4 separate regions of the Mus musculus genome follow, and regions 1, 3 and 4 are each linked to region 2. A link is a contact called in public promoter capture Hi-C data. All regions are on one chromosome and are shown on one strand. Each heading gives the region's core, a stretch centred on a gene start, on an enhancer-like site or on the middle of the called end of the contact. The rest is flanking DNA. Distances are from core to core; before and after follow the strand shown. Region 1 holds the start of Nae1 (NEDD8 activating enzyme E1 subunit 1). Region 2 holds the start of Atp6v0d1 (ATPase, H+ transporting, lysosomal V0 subunit D1). Region 3 holds the start of Cmtm3 (CKLF-like MARVEL transmembrane domain containing 3). Region 4 holds the start of 4930517G24Rik (RIKEN cDNA 4930517G24 gene).

The links. Promoter capture Hi-C pulls out the DNA fragments that hold promoters and counts their contacts.
Region 1: a promoter capture Hi-C map of pre-B cells shows a contact between it and region 2, with 2.6 times the contacts expected there. The contact joins the promoter of Nae1 here to the promoter of Atp6v0d1 in region 2. A contact is called at or near these places in 1 of 39 promoter capture datasets (pre-B cells) and 1 of 9 other capture datasets (liver).
Region 3: a promoter capture Hi-C map of stem cell-derived epiblast-like cells shows a contact between it and region 2, with 3 times the contacts expected there. The contact joins the promoter of Cmtm3 here to the promoter of Atp6v0d1 in region 2.
Region 4: a promoter capture Hi-C map of liver shows a contact between it and region 2, with 3 times the contacts expected there. The contact joins the promoter of 4930517G24Rik here to the promoter of Atp6v0d1 in region 2. A contact is called at or near these places in 2 of 39 promoter capture datasets (both in liver).

Annotation. Positions count from the first base shown.
Region 1 is chr8:104,533,002-104,536,426 of GRCm38.p6, reverse strand. It overlaps Nae1 (NEDD8 activating enzyme E1 subunit 1), which reads left to right and starts at 1,790. Exons shown (of 20, transcript NM_144931.3): 1 at 1,790-1,915. The coding sequence starts at 1,863. It also overlaps a transcript of Car7 not described here.
Region 2 is chr8:105,564,348-105,567,525 of GRCm38.p6, reverse strand. Atp6v0d1 (ATPase, H+ transporting, lysosomal V0 subunit D1) reads left to right here and starts at 1,462. Exons shown (of 8, transcript NM_013477.4): 1 at 1,462-1,743. The coding sequence starts at 1,614. Agrp (agouti related neuropeptide) reads left to right here. Exons shown (of 5, transcript NM_001271806.1): 3 at 34-166; 4 at 324-406; 5 at 588-831. The coding sequence starts at 37. The coding sequence ends at 770. Gm38250 (predicted gene, 38250) reads right to left here and starts at 1,346. Exons shown (of 4, transcript NR_168532.1): 1 at 1,252-1,346; 2 at 1,056-1,157.
Region 3 is chr8:104,339,306-104,342,270 of GRCm38.p6, reverse strand. It overlaps Cmtm3 (CKLF-like MARVEL transmembrane domain containing 3), which reads right to left and starts at 1,677. Exons shown (of 5, transcript NM_024217.3): 1 at 1,376-1,677. The coding sequence starts at 1,522.
Region 4 is chr8:107,203,915-107,206,974 of GRCm38.p6, reverse strand. It overlaps 4930517G24Rik (RIKEN cDNA 4930517G24 gene), which reads right to left and starts at 1,645. Exons shown (of 3, transcript NR_166499.1): 1 at 1,386-1,645.

The sequences.
Region 1 (3,425 bases), core at 541-3,040, 1.0 Mb after region 2:
CCTGCTTCATTCTTTTCTCTTTTCTTTTTTTTTTTTAAAGATTTCTTTTTAAAATTTATTTATATGAATACACTGCAGTTGTCTTCAGACACACCAGAAGAGGGCATCAGATCCCATGACAGATGGTTGTAAACCATCACGTGGTTGCTGGGAATTGAACTCAGGACCTCTAGAAGAACAGTCAGTGCTCCTAACTGCTGAGCCATCTCTCCATCTCCCCTGCTTCATTCTTTTAACCGAAGTGACTACAGCGATAACCTCTTTAATTTTTCTTCCCCTTTTCTTTCATTTCCTTTGCACCCATTCTTTTAAAGGGCTGGGGAGAAGGCTCAGCAATTAAGAGCACTTGTTCTGCGGAGGATCCAAGTTCAGTTCCCACAGTGAATATTTCACAACCTCACACATACATTTAAGAATAAGTTTTCCTCAAAGGAGAGGTGGCAAGATGGCTCAGCAAGCTGGAAGATTTGGGCTTATCCCTCGAACCTGTGTTGAAGAGGACGAGAAGTGACTTCTGCAAATGGTCCTCTGTCCTCCACGAGTGCATGATGGCATTCTTGCACACACACCAATCAATAAACATTAAAAAGTTGTAAGAAGTGCATGCTCTGAGGTATCCTTGTCCACTTACTAACAACTGAATGCTTCTCAAAATCACACAGTCGCAGGCAGTACAGCACCCTCGGCCCCTGATGTTGTTGTTTCCAATTACATTTGTCCATCTTTCCTTTCCTGGGGCCAAGGTGTATGCAAGGCTATGTAGTGAACTTTCACTTTCACTTTTGACCTTCTCACATTCCCTGGGTGTATTTTATATCGCTCACGTTTCACCTGTCTAACTGGAGAGGGAATGTGACAACTGACAGACATGCACAAGCACATAATGAGCTGGGAACGCCTAACGCCCCTTTTCTCCCATCAGTTGGGTTCCATAGGGGTTGGGGGAGGGAGGTCACAGCAGGGTGTCCCCTCACCTTGTGTCCTAACACTGTGCCCAGGGGAAGTGCATTTGTTAGCACTGCAATATTACTGTCAAATGGAGCCGTCTCTTTGGTCCCTCACCCCACAAGGCTGGAAGGATTTTATGTGTGGATGTACACTCATCATGTGCTGGGATAATAATCTCAGGACGTGCAAGTGCATCTGGCAATCATGAATCTGGAGACTCCTCTAGGATTTGGGATAGAGGAAAGCAATTCTTACTTGTCAGCAAGCCTCTTCTTCCCTCTTGTCCTCAACTTGCTCATAAGCTCCTTCCTTAGCATCGGCCACCAAGGGACAGTCATCCTGTGTCACATGAATCGATGATAGCTTTAATTTCCTCCTTGTTCATGGGCTTCACAGGCAACTCTGGCTGCTTCTCAGACACCCTCCCGTCCCCCAAGTCCACTTCTCATTTGTCTCCTGATGCCGTTTCATCTCGTTCAAAACCCCCTTTCCCTTGCGTCACCACGGGGAACAATTCTTGGAGGGAAGCCGTGGGGTGGGGCCCCTCTGTCTACCCATCAGGGTAGCTTCTCTATATAGAATACTATATACAAGTATGCTGGTGTATTGTTCCTCTTGGAGGAGTCTCAGGAACGGTGAACTCACCCAGAAGAGGACTAAGGTTTATCAGTGATAAGGATTATCACTCGATTTAAAAGTCGGAGTTCTCCACAATTACTGCAGGTAGAGAGAGAGAAACATTCTGTGGAACTCAACCTCAGGTTTCCCCCGGCTTCCCAGTGACGCGTGCGCAGTGCAGCGTCGGCGCCCCCTACTGGCTGCGCGCTGGAGGAGGGCGCTTAGTGCGCCTGCGTGAGGCCGAGTGGGTGGCGGCCTCCTTAGGCGGCTTTGCTGTTCGCGGGCCAGGCGCGGCCATGGCGCAGCCAGGGAAGATACTCAAGGAGCAAAAGTACGACCGGCAGCTGAGGTGAGCCGGGGTTTACGAGTGAGCAAGCCGGCCAGGCTGGCGGGCTCTCCTGACACCCGCGGGGCCTAAGTGCCTAGGCCGGGTAGGCCGGCCTCCCACGGGCCTGCGGCTGCGGCCGGCCGTGCAGGGCGTGGGGAGCCGGCGCTCTGGGATCCGGCCACTGGCCCGAGTGTTCGGCGAAGGCCGGCTCGCCCCTTCCCGCACGGCTGGCTGTCCGCGGTTTGCGGTGCGCGGTGTCTCCGCCAACCCACTGGGCTGCACAGTCTCGGCAGGCCCTCCCTACTCGTTCGCTAAACGAGGGGGGTGGGAGCACCCCATCCTGCCCGACCGCCGAGCGCTGCGCCCCGGCAGGTATTGGTCTACGCCCGCGCTGGCCAATAGAAATGCGTCATGCTAGCTTTATCGGAGCAAACCGTGTTCGTAATTACACATTTTCCAGTAGGCACCTTTCAAATAAAGTTAAAAGAAGCTAGACATGGTAATCCCAAGGACTTGAGAAGCAGAGGCAGGTGGATCGGAAACTGAAAGCCAGCCTGGCCTCCATTGGAAGACCTTGGGAACCGGGAGAATAAAGAGACAGGAAAATAAGTTTTGCTACTAGTTCTCCCCACCCCTCTCGTTTATATAGAGACATGGTCTTAAGTAGGCCAGTCTTGAACTCAAGCGCCTACGTCCCAGGTCTCAAGTGCTGAGATTGAAGATGCTCACTGCCCAGCCAGACTCAAAAATAAGTTTTTGCTCCCCCACCCCACCCCTTTTTTTTTTTTTTTTTGTCTTTTACCTTTGAGTGGCCGCCTGGACTTGCAATGTAGAGCAGACTGCGCTCAGACTTGATGCAATCCTTCTGCCTCTTTTTCCCCAACAGCTGAGATTATAAGTGTGGACTATTACACCCGGTTTATGAAGTATTGAGGCTGGAACTCTGGACATCATGCCTGCTTGCCAAATTGAGCTACATTCCCCAATCCCAGAATCAAATTTGACAGTGTTTATCTAACCTAGTATTCCAAAACATTACAATTTCAACGTAATTATTGTTAAAATTACCAAGCTATTTTTGTTGTTGTTGTTCACAGAGTCTTATAAATCAGGTATCATACACATTTTAAAAATGTCTTAATTCATGCCAGCTGCATTTCTAGTACTCAGAAACCATTTGGACAGGGCACATCTAAACCATCCGGTGGATTCTTTAGCTATTTCTCCTTCCTTGTCTCTTCCCACCTTCTTCCTTTCTTATTGAGTATACTCTGTGTCAGCTAAGTGTATCAAAGTGTTGCCATCCCCTCGCCTCTCTTAATCTCAAGAGAACTTACCCTGTGTCCCTAAGGATGGAGGTTTCTCTTTGTATTGACTACCTAGCTCTTACTCTCCCAGAGACGTAGGTACTTAGTTCTGAGAATCCTTGAAGGCAGACGGTCTTTGATACTGGATAGGGAAACTAAGTCTTGTAAAAGTTAGGTTAATTTGCCCAGAGTTAGACATGTTTCCAGCTTGGGGCCACCTGGCT
Region 2 (3,178 bases), core at 213-2,712:
AGAGACTAAATGGGGGTTTTCCTGCTGAGCCAGGCCATGCTGACTGCAATGTTGCTGAGTTGTGTTCTGCTGTTGGCACTGCCTCCCACACTGGGGGTCCAGATGGGCGTGGCTCCACTGAAGGGCATCAGAAGGCCTGACCAGGCTCTGTTCCCAGAGTTCCCAGGTGAGTATGGTCAGGTTGGGGATATGTGGGGCAACGACCATTGCTGGCCACAGACCTGCCCGCCCAGGCTTAGACCTCCTTCCCCAATCCCAATCCCAACCTAGGGAGGTGGGTACTTGGTGCATGGTGGGTGTGGCCCTCACATCTTCTGCCCCAGGTCTAAGTCTGAATGGCCTCAAGAAGACAACTGCAGACCGAGCAGAAGAAGTTCTGCTGCAGAAGGCAGAAGCTTTGGCGGAGGTAACTCATTAGGGAAAGGGATAAAGTAGAAGGTAGGGCGCATCAGATACCATCATCTCTCCCCACTTCCGGATTACCCAACCTGGGCAGAACTGCAGCCCCTCCCTGACCTCAGTCCACTGCCACCCTACTGGGGTCGGGGTTTGAGAGTTTCCTGAACCTTATTCCCCTACGAATGCAGGTGCTAGATCCACAGAACCGCGAGTCTCGTTCTCCGCGTCGCTGTGTAAGGCTGCACGAGTCCTGCTTGGGACAGCAGGTACCTTGCTGCGACCCGTGCGCTACGTGCTACTGCCGCTTCTTCAATGCCTTTTGCTACTGCCGCAAGCTGGGTACGGCCACGAACCTCTGTAGTCGCACCTAGCCAATGGATGTTGTTTGGGCAAAGGCAGGGGATGAGAATAAAGGATGGGACGGTTTAACCTTAAAGCTGTGGTTATTTCAAACGTGGCTGTCGAAGGGTTGTCGGGGCGTCGTCATGCTGGAACCACACACACCATAACCTCGGGGTCTAAGCTACACCATCATCTGAACCACATATATGGGCGAGTTTAAGGCACCAGGCCCCTTGGGGAAATCAGAAGGCCACACCCCGGTCCTAGAGAACTAGTGCAACAAACGCCGGGAAAGCGGGCGCAGTGCGGCTTACCGGGTGTAAAGTCTAGTTGGAGGATAACCATTTGGCTCCGAAACTCTCCCCTCCTCTTCCTTGGACCTCGGTTTCTGTCTGGTAGGAGACAGCCTCGACAGCCTAAGGAATAGCACACCCGCTCAGCTTTACCCGGCTGGCCCTAATGAAGCCAGACAGAAGCGCCAAACCCAGGAAAACTCAACTTAGGGCCCACCTCGCATCCTGAGGGTATTAGCACCACCACGCGGTCGATTTCCATCATCGACCTTTCTTTGCTCTCCGCTAGGCGCTCCAGGGCCGCCTTTCCTTAGTGCGCAGGCGCCGGGAGGGCAGTTATAGCCGGTCGGGCACTCCAGAGTAACGCATGCGTGCCAGGGTGCCCGGAAACTGGAGCCATTTAAGAGCCAGGCCCTACTGCGGTCACGTGAGACGCGGTGCGTCACCTGACGCACTTGACAGCCCGCTGCGGCCGCCGCGTCAGCTGATCCGGGGAGTCTAGTTGCGTGCGGGCAGATCGGGGCTCTCTGGTCCCGCCGCCCCCCGCCTCCCCTGCCGCCTCCCACCCCCGCCGCAGCCATGTCGTTCTTCCCGGAGCTCTATTTCAACGTGGACAATGGCTACTTGGAGGGATTAGTGCGCGGCCTGAAGGCCGGGGTGCTCAGCCAGGCGGACTACCTCAACCTGGTGCAGTGCGAGACGCTCGAGGGTGAGCCGCGGGTCCGGGCTGTCTGAGGGGGGCCTCCCTGAGCCGGGAAGGGCACGCGAGGCCTCTGGGAACCCGCGAGCTGATTGATGGTGGGCATGTCAGGAAGGAGTCTGCCTCTAGCTGCGGCTCTGCGCGGGGGCCCAGACGTAAACAAGCCTTCAAGAACCGCAGTGGTTTACCTGGGCTCGGGTTGCCTCTAACCTCGTCGAGCTAGTCCTATAATTTAGAAGGACGGGTCCCCGAGGATTGGTTAGCCGGCGCGACGAGTGCGCCTCCAAGCTTCTTCCCCCTGGCCCAACCCTAGGCCTGTTGGGTGGCAGTGCCTAGGGAAGTTAGATGGAAAAGGCTTCTCTCCTCCCCCAAGGGCTTTAGAATCGTTGTGTCTTGGTGGTGTTGGTCTGAGGGTTGGGTCGTCCTGGGGAATTGCTAAGCCAGTTTAGCGAGAGGTTCCTCCCAGCTCTGAACCGCTGGCTGTGTAGAGTCTTCAAGACTGTTTGGAAAAGCAAGAGGTGGCTCTGTAAATCAGAAATTCACGTACAAGTATTTGGCCCCAACCTGCATTCACACCCCACCCCAGCACTGTTGGGGCACCAGTTTGTTTGTTTGTTTCTTTCTTTCTTTCTTGGTTTTTCGAGACAGGGTTTCTCTGTGTAGCCCTGGCTGTCTTGGAACTCACTCTGTAGACCAAGCTGGCCTCAAACTCAGAAATTCACCTGCCAAGTGCTGGGATTAAAGGCGCACACCACCACGCCCGGCAGGGCACCAGTTTCTTACACAAGAGTGACAGAAAGCTAAGTTCCTCTTTCTTTCTTTTCCTTTTTTTTTTTTTTAAGATTTATTTATTGTTATATGTAAGTACACTGTACCTGTCTTCAGATACACCAGAAGAGGGCATCAGATCTCTTTACGGATGGTTGTGAGCCACCATGTAGTTGCTGGGATTTGAACTCAGGACCTTCAGAAGAGCAATCGGTTCTCTTAACCGTTGAGCCATCTCGCCAGCCCCCAAGTTCCTCTTTCTTAACACATAAATCTAAAGCAACAGTTTCCAACTTGTGGGTCACCATCCCTTTGACGGTCATAAGGGTCACCTAAGACCATTGAAAACCACAAATATTTATGGTTAACAACAGTAGCAAAATTACAGTTGTGAAGCAGCAATGAAAATAATTTTTATAGTTGGGGGTCACCACAACATAAGGTGTTTTAAAGGGTTGCAGCTTTAGGAAGGTTGAGAACCACTGATCTAAAGTTAGATGGCTCAACTGTAGCAGATGTACTAAGCTAGAGATGTCCCTAATTCTAGACCCTCCACGCACATGGTAGTAAAGGACAGAGACATGAGTTCCCATCTCTGAGTCCTAAAGGATTCCTTTGAAGAAAGGGGCTTGTAGCTGGAAGAGGCTGGGTGATTCACCCAATGTAGAAACTTCTT
Region 3 (2,965 bases), core at 428-2,927, 1.2 Mb after region 2:
GTGTACTTACATATAATAAATAAATTTGAAAAAAAAAAAAAAAGAAAAAGTCTGGTTCTGGTGGCACTCCCCTGCCCCAACCTCCTCCCTCCCCCACTCCTGTTTTCTCACTCCCCAGTTCTTGGTGGCTGCTTCTTCCTCCAGCTTTCTATCCAGGTCAGACTCCCTACTTGCATGAGACCAAGGGGGAGGAATGACTGGGGGAGGCTCCCCTATACCCTATGAGCTTACTACCCTTCATATTTTCTTAGGCCTGTCTTTCTGGCACCCAGCTAGGGCAAGGACATCTTGTGACTTCTGGTTGGCACTCACTCCTTTTCCATGAAGGGGTACTGGGCAGGTAGGACTGAAGCCAGTGGCCAGTAGATTCAAAGACCCGCCCCACGCCTCCCAGAGGCTTCCAGAGATCTGAAACGGCCAGAAAATGGGCTCTAGGTCCGCTTGGCACCTCATTTAGGAACAAAGTATTAGGTTCTACCGGAGACCTCAGGGTTGATGCTCCTTAGTAGGTCCTGGGGTACAACGGAGAGGTCCTGGGGCAGAACCCCCCTTTTGCCCTCAAGGATATCCTCAAGGTCACTGGATGAGTCACCTGCCAAGTTTCCTAGCAGTTAAAGACACTGTCTCTCCTATCCCCAACTCGAAGTGGGAGCAGGTCGGATATTAAGTTGCTAGGTATCTGAGCAACAAGTGGCTGTCACTATGGTCTGTTTCCTCCTTCCACCGTCCCTCCTCCCACCCCTCTCCCCATCTCCATAGGCTCCATGCCAGTTCCCGCCCCACACGTGATGATGAGTGTTGGGAGGACAAAGGAGACCTTCCTATCCGGGTGGGGACAAGCAGGGAGGAGGAAGGAGTACAGCGCGGGAGGGGGGAAGGAGGGCATGAAGTCACCCCGCAGGCTCGCCACCCTGAAACAGTGGTCCGCCTGTGTCTTCACTACGTGGCCCCTGCCTCACCCACTCCCCGGGGGCACATCCCACTCCGTAGGATCTTCACCACACAGGCGGCTAGGTCTCAGCCTAGGAGGTGGGAGGGTGTGCAGGGCGGGCGAGGCCAGAAGAAGCTTAGCGAGCGCAGCAGTCCCGGGGACTCAGAGAGGGCGGAGGCGCTCGAGGTCACACAGCAGCCGAGCTGCGGCTCCAGCGGGGACCAGGACCCCAAACCCTTGACTTCTGGTCCCTTTCGAGGGCCTCGCAGACTGGAGAATCCGGGAAGAACACGGCTCGGGCCTGATTCTGACTCGAGCTCCGCTACAGAGAAGTCGTAGCAAGCTTGGGGGCGGTGGTCCAAATTCTCCTGGGCTGGAGGTGCAAGGCCCCAGGCTGGGGCGCGGGTACCGGGCTTCACGCACCCGGGGAGCACACGCACTCACCGACTCGGCCAGCAGGAGGCGGCCTTTGAGAGAGCAGAGGAAGGCGCGCGCGGGCAACAGGGCTCGGAGTCCCGGCACTGTCCTGCCACTTCGGGGGCCATGCGCGGACTCTGGATCGGGCTCTGGCTCTGCGTCCGGGGGCCACATAGCGGCGCTATCTGGTCGAGCCTGGGCCTCACTGCCTCACCCACCGCCCTGGAGGGAAGCGGAAACCCGCTGTGCGGAAGAAGAAAAAGTGGAGTTAGACTAGGCCGGGGACTCATCCTCCGCTGTCCCGCCCACCTCCCCCATCCCCACCCACAACTGCCCCTCGAACCCTGCCCCGCCCATCCTCCCTCCGACCATTCTCTACGCAGCCCCCGTGTTCCGTGGACGCTGCCTTACCCATCCGTCCTGTGGATCCTCCCATCTCCTCCTCCCCCACTCCCCCTCTGCCTACGTCCTGCCCATATCCTGCTCCATCCTTCCAACCACTCCTCATTGCCCCTCAGATGTAGTCCAGTCTGTCTCTCTCTGTCTTCTCTATTTCCACTTACTTCCTCTGCCTCTTCACTAGCCTTAGGATCCTTCCCTGCACCTTGTCCTTTCATTCTCAGTTCCCCCTCGATCCTGTCCCGCCCACCAACCCCGGCGCACCCCACAGTCCCTCCGACCCTGCTCTTCTCACTTCCCCACCCATGAATCTTTGCACTACACTGCCCCTCCGACTATCCTTGGCCCTCTATCCTCCGGTCACTTCTCATTCTTCACCCCCTCTACTGCCCCCCCCCACCTCCTTTACCTGCCCCACCTATCTTCTGCCCCATTCTCGCACCCCTTCCCATGCAGCCTTCTAGCACCTACCTCCCCACCTCCCGCACTCACTATTTCTGCTACGTCCCGGGGTGACACAGATTCTGTACCCAGATCCTCCCAGTCCCCTCGCACTCCAGCTCTCTGTTTGCTCTGTGTGGCTGGCCTGGAGTCTTCTTTTGTCGTTTGACTCCTTACCCCCCCCCCCCCCCCCCCCGTCCTGACTGACACAGACCCACTTATCTGCCCTGAGCGCCCCCTAAAGCGACCACCTGTCCTTGCTCAGCGGTTCTGCTCTTTAAGCTCGAAGTAACTTACTGCCTAGACAACTCCAGGACAGGGACACTGCCCCCATACCCCACCCCCATCTCCGCTAAGTCCTCTCCAGGCTTGGCTCTAACCAGGCGAGATCAGTTCTTTCAGAGTGCTTTCCCCTTCTTGGCTCCTCTCAGAGTTTTCCTACTACTTCCCAGGCCACCCTCCCGCTAGTTCTTGGCTTGCCCATCTTCCTCTATTTTACAGGCCACGCTCCTGTCAGGCCTCAGCCAGCCCATCCTCCTTCCTGGCCTCTTTCGTTAGCTGCCCAAGGCTTGGGTTCGTTCTGTGCTGGACTAACCAGAGATCTGGAATTATCCTTGTTCTCCCCCACGGCTAGCCCATCATGGATGCTCTCTTAATACCACTAAGTCTGCACTCCTGCCCCATTAACTATCGTGAGGCTCTTTAAGAGACTAATGCTTTCTTCCTTGTCACCCGGATGCGCTAAGATCACTAGTCATGATCCCTCCCACTGCACCC
Region 4 (3,060 bases), core at 396-2,895, 1.6 Mb before region 2:
AGGCAGCCTTAGCTAGAAACGTGCCTAGACACATGGACTGATTCAGACAGGAGCCAAGCAGGGCGCACTGACCCAACCAGTGCTAGGAATCTTAAAAACCAGACTGAAGGAAATCTAGGGTAGAATATAGGGGGACAGGAAGGGCCTTTCCTTATTTTCCTTAACCCAACAGTTTCTCATTTTTGTCCCCAAACTGGGACAGAATTCAGGGCCTTGAACCTGTTGAGCTACGCACTCCTGGCCTCTACAAAGAGTCCTAACCCACTAGGAGTTAAATGCTCCGATTGAGGCGCAGAGGGGAGAGAGAAGAGGTGACCCCTCTTCTCAATCAAGGTTGTAATAACATCTGTGCCCCAAAAGGTTAAGAACGTGGTTGTGGAAGGCACATAATTAGGCTAACTAGTCACCATCCTAAACATGACCCAAAACTGCCACAGTCACGAGAAAGGAAAAGTGTTCCACCATCCAAAGAAAACAAAGCTACTTCCAACAGGAATTGGCTGTCATAGTCTCTGCACTCGGAAAAAAAAAAAAAAAATCAACAGAGTATCCGCCCAGCCTGCCCAAGGCCCATCCCTTCCATCCCTTAAGCACAGGTCTCCAGGGAAGGCAGTGTTCCTTTGTTTTCCAGTCTGTGGGCAACTGGCTGGGCGTGGAGCCAGAGGTGAGGGACCTGTGTGGAAGAGAATCCTGCAGGGTGCTGAGCCTTGCAGGCTAGAAGCTGCCCACGGGTGGGCTCGGGCTTTGCCTGGACAGAGATACCCAAGAGCCCACAGAACAGGGGGGACAATGCGTCTGCTGCAGAGGCAGCGCCCTGGCCTGCTTTCTTCCCGCAGCTCCTGCCAGGGATCTGGGCAGCATTCCTGCCCCCGCGTTCCATCCAGCACCGCAGTCTTACTCATGGGCCTTGGTGCTTTTAGAAGTCGTTTGGGGACCTTTCAAAATTGGCACGGCCATGTTTTCTCCCTGGGGGCCCCCCTCAGCTTTCAGAAGCTGCTCTGCTACGTTGGTATACAGGGACACTCCCTTCCTCTGACCCTTCTTGGCTTTGGAAGAGGAGGACCTGGGAGGTGGCAGATGTCCCAATAAAGGCTGGAAGGAGCCCCGTGAGTGCTCGGGCGGTTGAGCCAGAGAGCTGCGCCAGCACTCGGGGTAACCTCCGGGGAGGGCGCAGTCCACACACATCCTGGCTTCCAAGAGCAGGCCTTGGGTGTCTGCCCATTATCAGACTCTCCGGCTCAACCCTAGGCTTTGAGCCCCAGAGGGGTGTCCCTCAGCGTGGAGTTGTCCTTCTGTACTTGCATTAATACACCCCCAGGGGTGCTTAGTATCCATTTCCAAGCTTCCCCATGGTCATGAAGGGCACCTTCATCACCAGGACTCACCCCAACTTACTGTGCACCGCTTAATTGGAAGGACATCTAGACGCCATGTCCAAAAGTGCACACACTCATTCCTTTCGTTAAAGTCGGCCTCTTTCAGGATCCTATTCTGTCTTCACACCCAGTGTGAAGTCACGAGGGGCTGGGACGATACACAGTCTCTTTCTTCTTCACAGGGGCTTGGCAGCCTTCTCTTCTCCACTGTAGACCTCGGGGAGTGCTTGAATGGGGCCAATGCCAACTGCCTCTGTAGATGTCAGACTCACGCATGCGCACTGTGCACTGAAGGCCCCCATTGCCTAAGCCCCTGTCCCACTGGCTGACAGGTGGGTGCCCTGATGGGTGTCCACACAGAGGAGAGGCTGAGCGGAGGACAGGATGCAGTAGGGAGCTTGCTCAATGTGGAAGCCCCCTTTGGAAGCCCTCCTCCACAGTTCTTCCTGGAGATCGCTCACACCTTGCCCCTACACCCCTTTTCAGATCAGGATAGTATTGGCTGCCCCTCCACCGACCCTGAACTGCTTCATTATGACTTGAGACAAATTTTCCCTAGACCCTCCCTACACTCTGCACTTGGTACCATCATTAAACTGCCCTTGGGGCGATCCAGTTGTTGCTTTCCAGGACCAATTCCGGGCTGGCCTGTCTTAGGTACTCCACACCCTGCTTTGAATAGGTGATTTTTTTTTTTTTTTTTACTTTAGTGCAGTACTTGCAGGGGAGTTGAATCCAGGGTCCTGAGCATCCCAGGTAAGCTCCTGTTGTCACTGAGCTATATCCCAGTCTCGAAGCATGAACGACAGAGAAGGATGGTTGAGCCCGGAGAGATGTGATGGCTCACCTATTGAGACGGCTTTTTGTAACTCCAGCACCAGGAGACCCAACACTCTCTTCTAGCCTCCTCAGGCACCCACACATGTGGGCATACCAGCACACAGACAACATACACAAAATTAAAATAGCTTTGAAAAGGAGAATGCTATCCCGGCATGGTGGTAGACAACTTTAACCCCAGCACTCAGGAGACAGAGGCAAGCAGCTCTCTGTGAGTTCAAGGCCAGCCTGGTCTAGAAAATGAGTTCTAAGACAGGCAGGGCCACATAGACAGACACTGTCTAAAAATAAAGTGTTGTGCTTCTATTCATATATCATAAAATTCACCCTTTTAAGAATACACTGTAGGAGCTGGGCATGGTGGCACACACCTTTAATCCCAGCACTTGGGAGGCAGAGGCAGGTGGATTTCTGAGTTCGAGGCCAGCCTGGTCTACAGAGTGAGTTCCAGGACAGCCAGGGATATACAGAGAAACCCTGTCTCGAAAAGCCAAAAAAAAAAAAAAAGGCCCTACAGTGTAGGGCCTTTGCTATACTTAAACAGCCATGACCACTAACTGAAGCCTTCATCCCCCTATATTCACAAGCAGTCCCTAGCAACATGACCCTTCCATCCCTGTCAAGTCCAATTTGTCCCAATCTGTGTCTGAACTTGACTATTCTGGACATGTCACATAAGTCGGATCATATTGTATGTGATTTTTTTGGTGTCTGGTTTTTCTTTCATTTAATGTCATGCTTTCAAAACTCATCCATGTATCAGTAACTCCTTAATTCTTACTGCTGAATAGTTTTCCATCATGCACATGTCCATGTGTGCACGTACATGCACACGTGTACACAC